Regions from separate parts of the Mus musculus genome. Here region 1 is linked to region 2. The links are chromatin contacts, called in public HiChIP or PLAC-seq maps. All regions are on one chromosome and are shown on one strand. The core of a region is the stretch at or near the end of the contact, and the rest is flanking DNA. Distances in the headings are between cores, read along the strand shown.

Region 1 (5,220 bases), core at 1,558-4,057, 550 kb after region 2:
TGACAGGCGAGGCTCCCTTCAGATGGGTCACCTTGTTTCTGCTCAGGCCTGGGCCTTTACTTTTGGTGAAGGTTGGGGTTAAAAACTCTGAGGAGGAAGGATCCCACGGACTAGATGTTCAGGAAAGACTTCTAGAGATAGAAAGTCAGTACACCTCTGGGCTAGAGTGATTTCAGAGGCAGAAAGGCAGCACCTCAGAGAAAGACCAGACTGAGCTCAGTGGTTCTGCCCAGGTGAGACATGCAAGTCTTAAGTGGAGCTGGACCAGGGACTTGGTACAGAATGATGGTGATGGGTATCTGCTCTGTGCTAGACCAATGGGTCACAGTTAGAGCTGAGGTCTGGCTGGAGTAAAGGCAGAGGAGTGCTATGTTGTCATATCAGTATGCCCCCAGAGTCAGATCCTAGCCAGGCTGGAGTGGATGGGTTTAGCTGTGGTTTGCATGCATCTAAATTCTACATTCTGGCCATCAGGTGTGTTCCAGTGCGGTCCAGCTTCCGTTAATGCAATCAAAGCCGGTGATGTGGACCGGAATTTTGACATGATCTTCATCTTCGCGGAGGTTAATGCAGATCGCATCACTTGGATCTATAATAATAGAAATAACACCCAGAAGCAGAATTCTGTGGACACTCACTCCATTGGCAAATACATCAGCACCAAGGCAGTAGGCAGCAACTCTCGCATGGATGTCACAGACAAGTACAAGTATCCAGAAGGTAGGATGGGTGCTGATGGAGCGATGCCACATGGGGGGGCTTGGTGATGGGTGGACAGCTCTGAGAGCAACAAGAAAAAGAGCCTTTCCCCGGTACTCCGACATCCCAGCTAGTTGTAAAGAAATGGCAGGATGTCTCAAGTGCTCAACTGTTGTTTTCCATGGGGACAGAAGCATTAAGGACAGCTACAATATCTGAGGGAGTTAACGTCAGAGCACAGACAAGGGTAAACCCAGTCCACCTCCAGATATGTCCTTTCTCAATTGTCAACTGAACTGATGTTACTATGATTGGGCATCACAGGGAGAGGTCTGGTCCTCAAGGGCTTTGGGACACATTTCTCTATCAAGTCTCTAGTCTCCAAGAACACAGACAGAGAATGCCATCTCGGTAAAGAAACAAACTCAGGGATGTGAGCTTGTGCCATCTGCATGCATTGGCCCCCACCCACTCAGGAGCCCTGGGGTATGATTCCTAAAGGAGTCTAATGAAATCTCCATCATCTGTACTGCTGCCATCCTCCTACGGTAACCTAGGAAGGCCATGGTCACACCATGTTGCTATGGGAACCAGCAGCAAAGCCGTTCTCAAGGAAGGCAAAAGCTTTCCACTTGGAAGTGTGGTTCTGCCTTAGAAACAGCCCAGAGTAATTTAGCAGTTGCTCTAGCAGGCCATGGCTACTCTCCAATGGACTCATACTTTGCTCTTTCTAAAATACTTGGGGAAAGTTGACTCAAGACTCAAATGATCCTCACAGAAATTTCTAGGAAGTGGTAGAGGGAAGGGTGAAAGAAAAGTGTGCTTCTAAAAATCAGACCGAATCTCCGACAACTGCTGACTATTGGTCAGTGTTCAAAGGAGAAAACTGTCTCTTGAAGGTGGAGTCTAACTCTGAGACCAGAGGTGTCCACTCTAGGTACCAGTGGATGGACACTTTGTGGTCTGTAAACACTGTTGAAATTCTCTGAAATAGAAATACACTTGTTTGAGAATGGTAGAACATTGGAAAGAGATCATGCCTGCTGTAATAAACTATCTGACAACTTTCACAGTCTGAGTGCCTACTCCAGGTACCCTGTAGATAAATCTCAGCAGATGGTGTCACTGGCGAGGCAGGTGCCAGGCTGGTAATTTCAATAGCATGGTGTAAGACAAGCATGGGGAACAGGAAACAATCCAGGACAGAAGGAGACTCTCATCCTACCTACCACTTATAACAGGCTTTGTATTATCTCTGATTTTCTTGTTCCCCGGCCAACCAAACAAGAATAGCAGTGTCTCTCTTGGGTTGGATTCCAATACAAAAATGCACACAGAGTAGAGTGTTTGGCACACAGTAAGGACTTAATGACTAGGATGGTGAGCTCCATCCATTTGGATACCTTCCCTTACCTTCCCTGGAATAACACCTTTCCACAGATTCTTTTGTTTATGTACTGCTGCTCTCCTGGCTGTATGAGCCTGTGACTTTCCCTACTACTCTCACATATTGATCCTGTGACTCTGAAGTCCTAGAAACCTTCTAAGCAATGGAGGGAAGCCTAGTAGGAAGCTCCCTCCAGGACTCTTGGCAGGACCTCTGCTCATGCGTGACAGCAGGATGGAACAGCTATCTGACGTTACCTACATCTTCTTGCCTAATAATGCCAGTTGGTCTCAGAGAGCCCCAGGCAGGAAAAGCTCATAAAAATGGGTTGCTAAGCATTTGCACAATAGCAATACTGCGGTGAGAAAACAGCAGCAGGAAGCATAGTCTTGAGTAAGCTCAGCAGGTGACCTATATAGGCTCTGGAACCTCCTTGTCCAAAGCCTGCTTCGGGGACTCACGCAAAGAGGCTCAGAGGCTCAGTAGAGCCTTCAGCTTTGGGTGTGGACTGACAGCTCAGTCAGAGAGGATGGAAGGGCAGTCAGAGGAACCTGACCCTCCGGGAGCTCTCAAGCTGGGTAATCTAGCCTCTTGCTTTCAGCAGGGTGGGTACAAGGGAGGAGCCTTAGACCAGGCTCCAGATCTCTGGAGATGAGTCCCTCCCTTTCTTCATCTAAATCCCAGAGTAGCCCAAACCAGTAGCTTCCCTTAGATTGCATGAGCCTCTGAAGTCCCTGCCAGGGAATTTACATAATTCATGGAAAGGACTCACTGACTTGGAGAGGACTTATCTTAAGCCTTCTGGTTTACTTTGAAACTTTCACAAGTTGGTTTTAGGAAAGCCTAAGGATCCATACATGCCAACATGGTCACTCTTCTGTCCTCTTGGGAGGCCAAGACCTTCTGCTGTATGGTACATGTGTCTGCAGGTCAAGGCCAGGAGCAGCCGGTGAACTGCTTAGTCAGCCTGAGCTTGGAGTTGTTTGCTCTGTTCCCAGTGTGCCGAGCCTTTAGGGTGTCACCAGTGCTGTCCTCTCACTACTTCTGCTGCCATAGTCAGCAGCACCTATAGAGTCAGGGAATGCACCCTTTGTTTGAGCCCTTGTGGTTTTTGAGACTCCAAACATCTCAGCAATTCAAACTAGCCATGACTTAGAACCTCATCAGCCTCAGGATGTTCTTGCTGACTTGCACAGACAAAAGTGTCACTTGCTGACTCTCAAAGTGCCTCTAGACACAGCCTGGGGAACGTGGGGACGGGATTTGGAGTTCTTCCTCCTGAGTCTGGCTTTGCTTATGGATTCATTCTCAATTCTCTCCATTCAGTTTTGTTGTCTGCTTTTAAATGATCGGTTTGTTCTTCAAGTCTCAGGAAAAGACCTTCCAGTCAAAGAACGAGAAAGGAAGTGAGAAAGAGATGGAAGGAAGGAGGGAGGAAGGGAGGTAGAAAATGAAAAAAAAAACTAACTTAAAACAAGGAAATAATGAAGCCCCATAGTAATGTTTGCAGAAACTGACCTAGCTTTCTCAGTGGCTTCCCAAGGGTATAGACTTGATTGAAAAGGGACCACAGCCCAGCTGGCCTGGAAGCCTTATACTAAGAAGGGTTAATGGAGACCTGACAAGATTAGACCCTTGCTGGGAGCATTTTGGACAGGTAGAAGTAGTGTCAATGTTAGATCTAGGCCACTTTCCAGGCGGGTCGCACTGTCCATTGTCTGAATTGCAGCTATATCTCTGAGGTACCCTTGTTTAGTTTTTGTTTCCCTCGCCAATGCACAGGTTCCAGTGAGGAAAGACAAGTGCACCAAAAGGCTTTGGACAAACTCAAACCTAACGCATCTTTCGGCGCAACATCTTCGAGGAATCCAGAAGGGGAAGACAAGGAGCCCAGCATTTCTGGGAAGTTCAAGGTCACGGGGATACTGGCAGTAGGCAAAGAAGTCAGTCTGTCCCTGATGCTCAAAAACATGACTAATGACAGGAAGACAGTGACGATGAACATGACAGCCTGGACCATCGTCTACAATGGTACCCTTGTCCACGAAGTGTGGAAGGACTCAGCCACAATATCCTTGGATCCTGAAGAAGGTAACTGACTCATCCTGTAGTTGGTGGGACTCAATCAATCTAGGGCCCAAAAGAGTTGCTCACTGATGGGATCCTACTGCTTCCCGTGAGTCGGTTGACTGTGGGCAGAGTAGTGAACAGCCTCCATGGGTAAAGCCTTAGTTCTGATGTTCTGGAAGCTGCTGTCTTATGAGCAAGGACAGTCACTGTGGTGGTAACTCCATGTTTGTTGTGCCCTGGCAAAGGAAGAAGGGAGGCTTCAGCAGTTCATAGCCACATCACAGTGCCCTGTACAGGTTTATGCCACCCTGCATGATTTTCAGATTGAATGTAACCTCATCTGACCTTCTTTAAAAAGGGGTGATTTCAAGCCTCATGTTATAGAATTGAACAGAAGGCTTCGGATACTTGTGACTCGCTTGTGCCATGGTGATTAAGGGCCAGTGCTGAGGTGTTGGTCCTTGGTGTCCTGATGTCACCTCCTGTTTGCTAGGCTTTGTAGCTGTTTTCCTGTTCTCACTGCCCCCTGCCCCAGTTCTGTTGTAGGTTTGACCTTGGGTGGTCTTTGAAAGATCCCAGAGTCTTAAATCCTTGCCCCATGTTGCCCATAGCTTTCAGGCTCTGGGTACAATTTTCCTGATGACAGTGACAGGTTTTCTTGGATAGCTAAGCATTTGGGAGGTTCAGTGACTTGTTGCTCCAGGGCAGCAGAGATGGGAAGGAAACCAGGCAGAACAGAAGGAGACTGATTCTGTGGGATTAGAACATAGGTGTGTGCCGGCATTGGCAAAATCCTGGCGCTGTTATGAAAAGTTTGGGCTGACAAAGCAGATTGACAAGGGTGGGGTGACTATTTGCTTCACATCAAGAATTAATAGAAACTGGTTAATTATATAGCCTGTCCTGAAAGAATTCCAAGAAATATTGAGCTGTGTTACCTCTGCTAAGAGGCAGCATCCCTTCCAGCAGAAATGTCAGTGTCAGAAGCAACTGTTGGTGTTATTTACCTCTGACACCTAAAAAATTAAAAAAAAAAAAAAAGGGGAGCCCAGGGTCTCCCAGAT
Region 2 (5,080 bases), core at 2,166-4,665:
GTTCATAGAAACCTTATTTATAATAGCCAGAAGCTGGAAACAACCCAGATGCCCCTCAACAGAGGAATGGATATACAAAATGTGGTACATTTACACAATGGACTACTACTCAGCTATTAAAAACAATAACTTCATGAAATTCACAGGCAAATGGATAGATCTAGAGAATATCATCCTGAGTGAGGTAACTCAGTCACAAAAGAACACACATGGTAGGCACTCATTTATAAGTGGATATTCTGCAAAGATACCCACAATACAAGTCACGGACCACATGAAGCTCAAGAGGAAAGAAGACCAAAGAGTGGATGCTTCAGTCCTACTTTGAAGGGAAAACAAAATAATCAAGGAAAGTAGAGGACGGGAGAGACTTGGGAGGAAGAGAAGAGGGGAAGGGGAAAGAAGGGAAGAATCAGTATGGGGCACAGGTTTTTAAAGTATTTTCTTATGATTCTCGGAATTTCTCCATGACTGTTGCTGTTGTCCCCCTTTTGTTTCTAATTTTCTTCATTTGGATCTTCTTTCTCAACCCTCTAGTTAAACTGGCTAAGGGTTTGTCACTTCCATTGATTTTCTCAAAGAACAAACTCTGTCTTATTCATTCTCTATATTGATTTTTTTGTTTGTTTCTACTTTATTGATTTCAATGCTGAGTCTGAGTATTTCTTGCTATCTAGTCTTTTTTTTTTAGATGTTATTACTTTATTTTAGTCTAGAGATTTCAGGTGTGCTGATAAGTTACTAATATGAGCTATCTCCATTTTTTTTAAATGGAGGAATCTAGTGCTATGGGAACTTGAATCTGCTTTCATTGTGTACCATAAGTTTGGGTATATTAGATTCTCATTTTCATTCAATTCTAGAGAGTTTTAAGTTTTTTGTTTTATTTTGTTTTGTTTTACTTATCTCTATCTTGACTTGTTTTTCGTTCAGTAGTGAGTTGTTCATGTCCCATAAGTGTGTAAGATTTCTCTTGTTTCTGCTTTTGATACTCAGCTTTAATCCATGGTGGTCAGATAAGATGCAGGGTGTTGGGTCAATTTTCTTGTATTTGTCGAGAATTGCTTCATGTCCATGCATTTGGTCAATTTTGGAGAATGTTGCATGAGCTGCTAAGAAGATATATTCTTTTCTATTAGGGCCAAATGTTCTGTAAATATCTGTTAGCTCCATTTGGTTTATGACACCAGTTAGCTCCAGAGTTTCTTTGTTATTTTTTTTGTCTGGGTAGCCTATATATTGCTGAGAACATGGTATTGAGTCTCCCACTATCAGTATGTGAGGGTCAAATGTGATTTAAGCTCTAGTAATGTTTCTTTTATAAAAGTGTTCTTGTATTTGATGCACAGATGTTAAGAATTTCAATGTCCTTTTGGTGGATTTTTCTTTTCAGTGAATGCATAGTGTCTTTCCCTGGCTCTGCTGATTAGTTTTGTTTTGAAGTCTCTTTTGTCATGTATTAAAATGGCTACAAGGACTTGCTTCTTAGGTCTGTTAGTTTTGAGCTGGTTTTTCCATCCTTTTACCCTGATATATGTCTGTGTGTTTCTTGGATGCAACTGAAGGTTTTCAAATCTATTTAGTTTAGACTGTGCCTTTTTATTGGGGAATTGAGACCATTGATGTTGAGAGACATGAACGAGCCGTGTTTGTTGATTTTATTATTTGGTTGGGGTGGTGTACGAATTTTTCCCTTCTTCTTTTGATTTGCTCATCTGATATAATGTATTCCTTGTGTTTTCCTGGGCGTGTTTAGCTTCTTTGGGTTGAAGTTTTCCTTCTAGTACCTCCTGTGGGGCTGTATCTGTACATAGTTACTGCTCAAATTTGGTTTTATCATAGAATGTGATTTTAAAGAAGCTCACAGTCGAGAGACTTTGAACTTTTAAAAAGGATTGGGGATTTTACGAAGATTTTGGATTTTAAAAGAGCCTGAATATTTTAAAGTGACTGAATTTTTAAGTGTTTGAGTTTTTAAAGACTGTGGGATGTTTATATTGTAATGTTGATATTCACGTGAAATCTTGGAGATGGACAAGAGAGGAAAGGTTGTTGCTTAAAAGTGATGTGTTTGTGTGTCAAATTGACAAAGGATCCATTGTTCTGGCTAGTTTTATGTCATCTTGACACAAACTAGGGTTATTGAAGAGGAAGGAATCTCAGTTGATAAAATACCTCCATAAGATTGGTCTGTCTATAAGCGAGACTGTATGAAATTTTCTTAATTAGTTATTGATATGGGAGGGCCCAGCCCAGTGTGGGTAGGGCCATTCCTGGGCTGATCACCCTGGTTCTATTAGAAAGAAGGCTGAGCAAGCCATGAAGAGAAAGCTAGTCAGCACTACCCTCCATAGCTCCTGCCTCCTGGTTCCTGCCCTGTTTAAGTTCCTATCCTGACTTCCTTCAAAGATGAATAGTGATATGGAAGTATAAGTCAAATAAACCCTTTCCTTCCCAAGTTGCTTTGGTCATGGTGTTTCATCACAGCAATAATAACCTTAACTAAGACAGGACTTAAGGATGATACAATTAATCATTAAAGTTTATTAAGATTCCTAAGGTGATAATGATCTATTCATGGTAACAAAAACTAACTTAAAAAGTTGTGCCTATGGTCAGCATGGAGGTACATGCCCAAGTGCTCTGCCAGCACTTGAGAGGCAGAAGCAAGTGGCTCTCTGTGAGTTTGAGGCCAGCGTGGTCTACAGAACAAGTTTCAGCACAGCTAGGGATACACAGAGAAATCATGCCTCAAAACAACAACAACAAACAGAAACCAACCAACAAACAAAAACCAGCAATATCAACAAAAACAAAACAACAAAAAAAGAAATCAGCAGGGACCTCAGGCTACATTTGATGCAATATAGATGTTATAATCATATGGGGTCTACACCATTGCTAAACAAGTATGTGAGAGATATGTAGCTTACCACTGAAAGGGGGGGTGTAATAAAAACGAATATATATACAGATGGCAATGTGCTAGATCTTCAGAGACAAAGACCTTCCCCCTCCCAGTTGCTACTGATAATGTGGTAAAATTATCTGTCTTCTGCTACATGCAAAAGGGAAATATTGCTACTGCCTGGGGCAACCACAGAGCAGAAAGAAACAGAAGTAGCAACTTCCCCAAAATGTAGGGGGGAGGAGGTAGTGGTAGAAGAACTTCCTTTGTGACTAACCTCATTGATTCCCAGCCTATTAAGTAAATGGGACCCCAATTACAAAAAGAAATGGCTGTTTAAGACTGAAAACAGGGACTATTGAGCATTTGACGAGAAATGATAGCCATCCTTGAGGCCATTGCCCCGAGTTGGTTAAACAGTTCCATAAGGGAGCTCACATCAGCCAGACAGCTCTGGAAACTATATTAGGCTCACATTTTTATGTTCCCTAACTTGCCAGGATACCCAATGAGCATGTGGACAGTGTGACCCAGTGCCCAGGATAACCCATGACAGTGACTTAGGGCCCTCCTCAAATGCAGAATTTTGGAAAAACCCAATTAAAAAAAAATTGGTTGTTGACTTTACAGAACTTCCCTAAATCAGGGGTTACAAATGCTTGCTTGTCTGTGTAGTTTCTCAGGCTGGATAGAAATCTTTTCTACTCATAGGAGGTGGCCCTGCTTCTAAAAGAAATGGTTTCTAGGTTTGTAATTCCTATTACTACAGGATTAGACCATGGGCCAGCACTTACAACAAACCACACAAAACCATATTATATAAAGGACTTAATGCTGATAGAATTCACTTTGGTTTTACTTTTTTATGTATGCAAAGAATTCGATATGGAGAATTAAAGACTTTGATAAAATTGATTGACTTTACAATACGTGTTGCTTGCACATAAGAACATCCCCTGACGAAAACAGTACTCTTTCCCTTGGATGGGGCACAGAGCCCACTGTAGCAATTGAGTGTTAGTTGATGAATGTTGCAGAATATGGGAAAGCGAGACTTGCCAGAATCTTTTGCTCCTGTTCCCAACTTTATAAGCAGAGCCACCAATGAACACCCCTCCTTAATAGGGAAGACGAGCTACTTCTCAAGTCTCACACAACAGGGGGATGGATTCTTTTGTCTAATGGGGGACGCTTGGAGCCTGTATCCACACTATGAATGTCTCAAACTAACAAGGGACATGTGATAAGTATTCTGTGCTCATCTCACAAGCTAAAATATGGTGGCTCTATGGGCCATGGAACTTTTTATTCAAGCCTACAACCAGACTGGTGGGACCTGCACACTGCCTCATTGGCTGCACCCTTTACCCTGGCCTTCCACTCCCCTCCTCCTAGTAAAGCTAAGTCCAGGGATAAGAGGACAATATCTGGGTCCTTTAGTATCTGCATTGACTCTATGGGAATCCCCAGAGGAATTCCAAATTCGTTTAAGACTGTAAACAAATAGTTACAAAATTCAAGTAGGCTATATCTTTTGTGGTCGATGATAAATAAAAACATAAAATAATGAACAAAGGCTTATCAATTATACCAGGGCTAATCTTTCAGGCGTATCATCAGCTGGATGTCACCAGCCAAATGGCTTGGGGCTAGGGGAGGGATCCTGACTATGATGCTAAAGACAAAAGAGATTTGTAGTATCCTCGGTGTGGTGGCTCATCTTGATTTTCAAGTTGACTGCATCCAGAGTCATCCAAAACCCAAGCAGCCAGGCGCGCCTGTGAGGGGTCCTTGATTGGCTCATTTGGAGTGGCAAGACCCACAAAATCTGGGCCACACCTTCTGGTCGCAGTCCATATAAAAGGTCATGGAGGAAGGAAGCTTTTGCCTTTTGTCTACCTTCCTTCATTGCTGGCAAATGTATCTACCTTGTTGCTGAGGCTTTCCTTTGCTGGTGCTAGAACCTGCTTCTTCAGGATTCTCGCACTGACTGAAGACCAGCTAAGACATCTAGCCTCATGAACTGAATAACTGCCAGGTTCTTGGACATTGCCTCAGGAGATAGCCTTTGTTGGGCTAGCTGGACCACAGCCTATAGGCCACTATATATATATACATATACACACACATATATATACATACATATATATACATATATACACATTATATATA

What was found. HiChIP or PLAC-seq counts read pairs in DNA pulled down with a chosen protein or histone mark.
Region 1: an H3K27ac HiChIP or PLAC-seq map of acute myeloid leukemia shows a contact between it and region 2, with 3 times the contacts expected there. The contact joins two enhancer-like sites. A contact is called at or near these places in 2 of 484 Hi-C or Micro-C datasets (cerebellar granule neurons and macrophages) and 1 of 115 datasets of contacts at active chromatin or transcription factors (acute myeloid leukemia).

The regions. Positions count from the first base shown.
Region 1 is chr2:130,037,889-130,043,108 of GRCm38.p6, forward strand. Tgm3 (transglutaminase 3, E polypeptide) reads left to right here. Exons shown (of 13, transcript NM_009374.3): 9 at 475-720; 10 at 3,869-4,177. Among named protein-coding and RNA genes, the nearest start is that of Mir6339, 24 kb to the left of the region's middle. Within about 2 kb of position 2,808, at least 28 of the 459 cell types and tissues checked have an H3K27ac peak or open chromatin away from gene starts, as enhancers often do. A contact at or near this core is called in acute myeloid leukemia, where this site is marked.
Region 2 is chr2:129,486,571-129,491,650 of GRCm38.p6, forward strand. All of the region lies in intron 1 of F830045P16Rik (RIKEN cDNA F830045P16 gene), which reads right to left. Among named protein-coding and RNA genes, the nearest start is that of Gm14040, 27 kb to the right of the region's middle. Within about 2 kb of position 3,416, at least 85 of the 459 cell types and tissues checked have an H3K27ac peak or open chromatin away from gene starts, as enhancers often do. A contact at or near this core is called in acute myeloid leukemia, where this site is marked.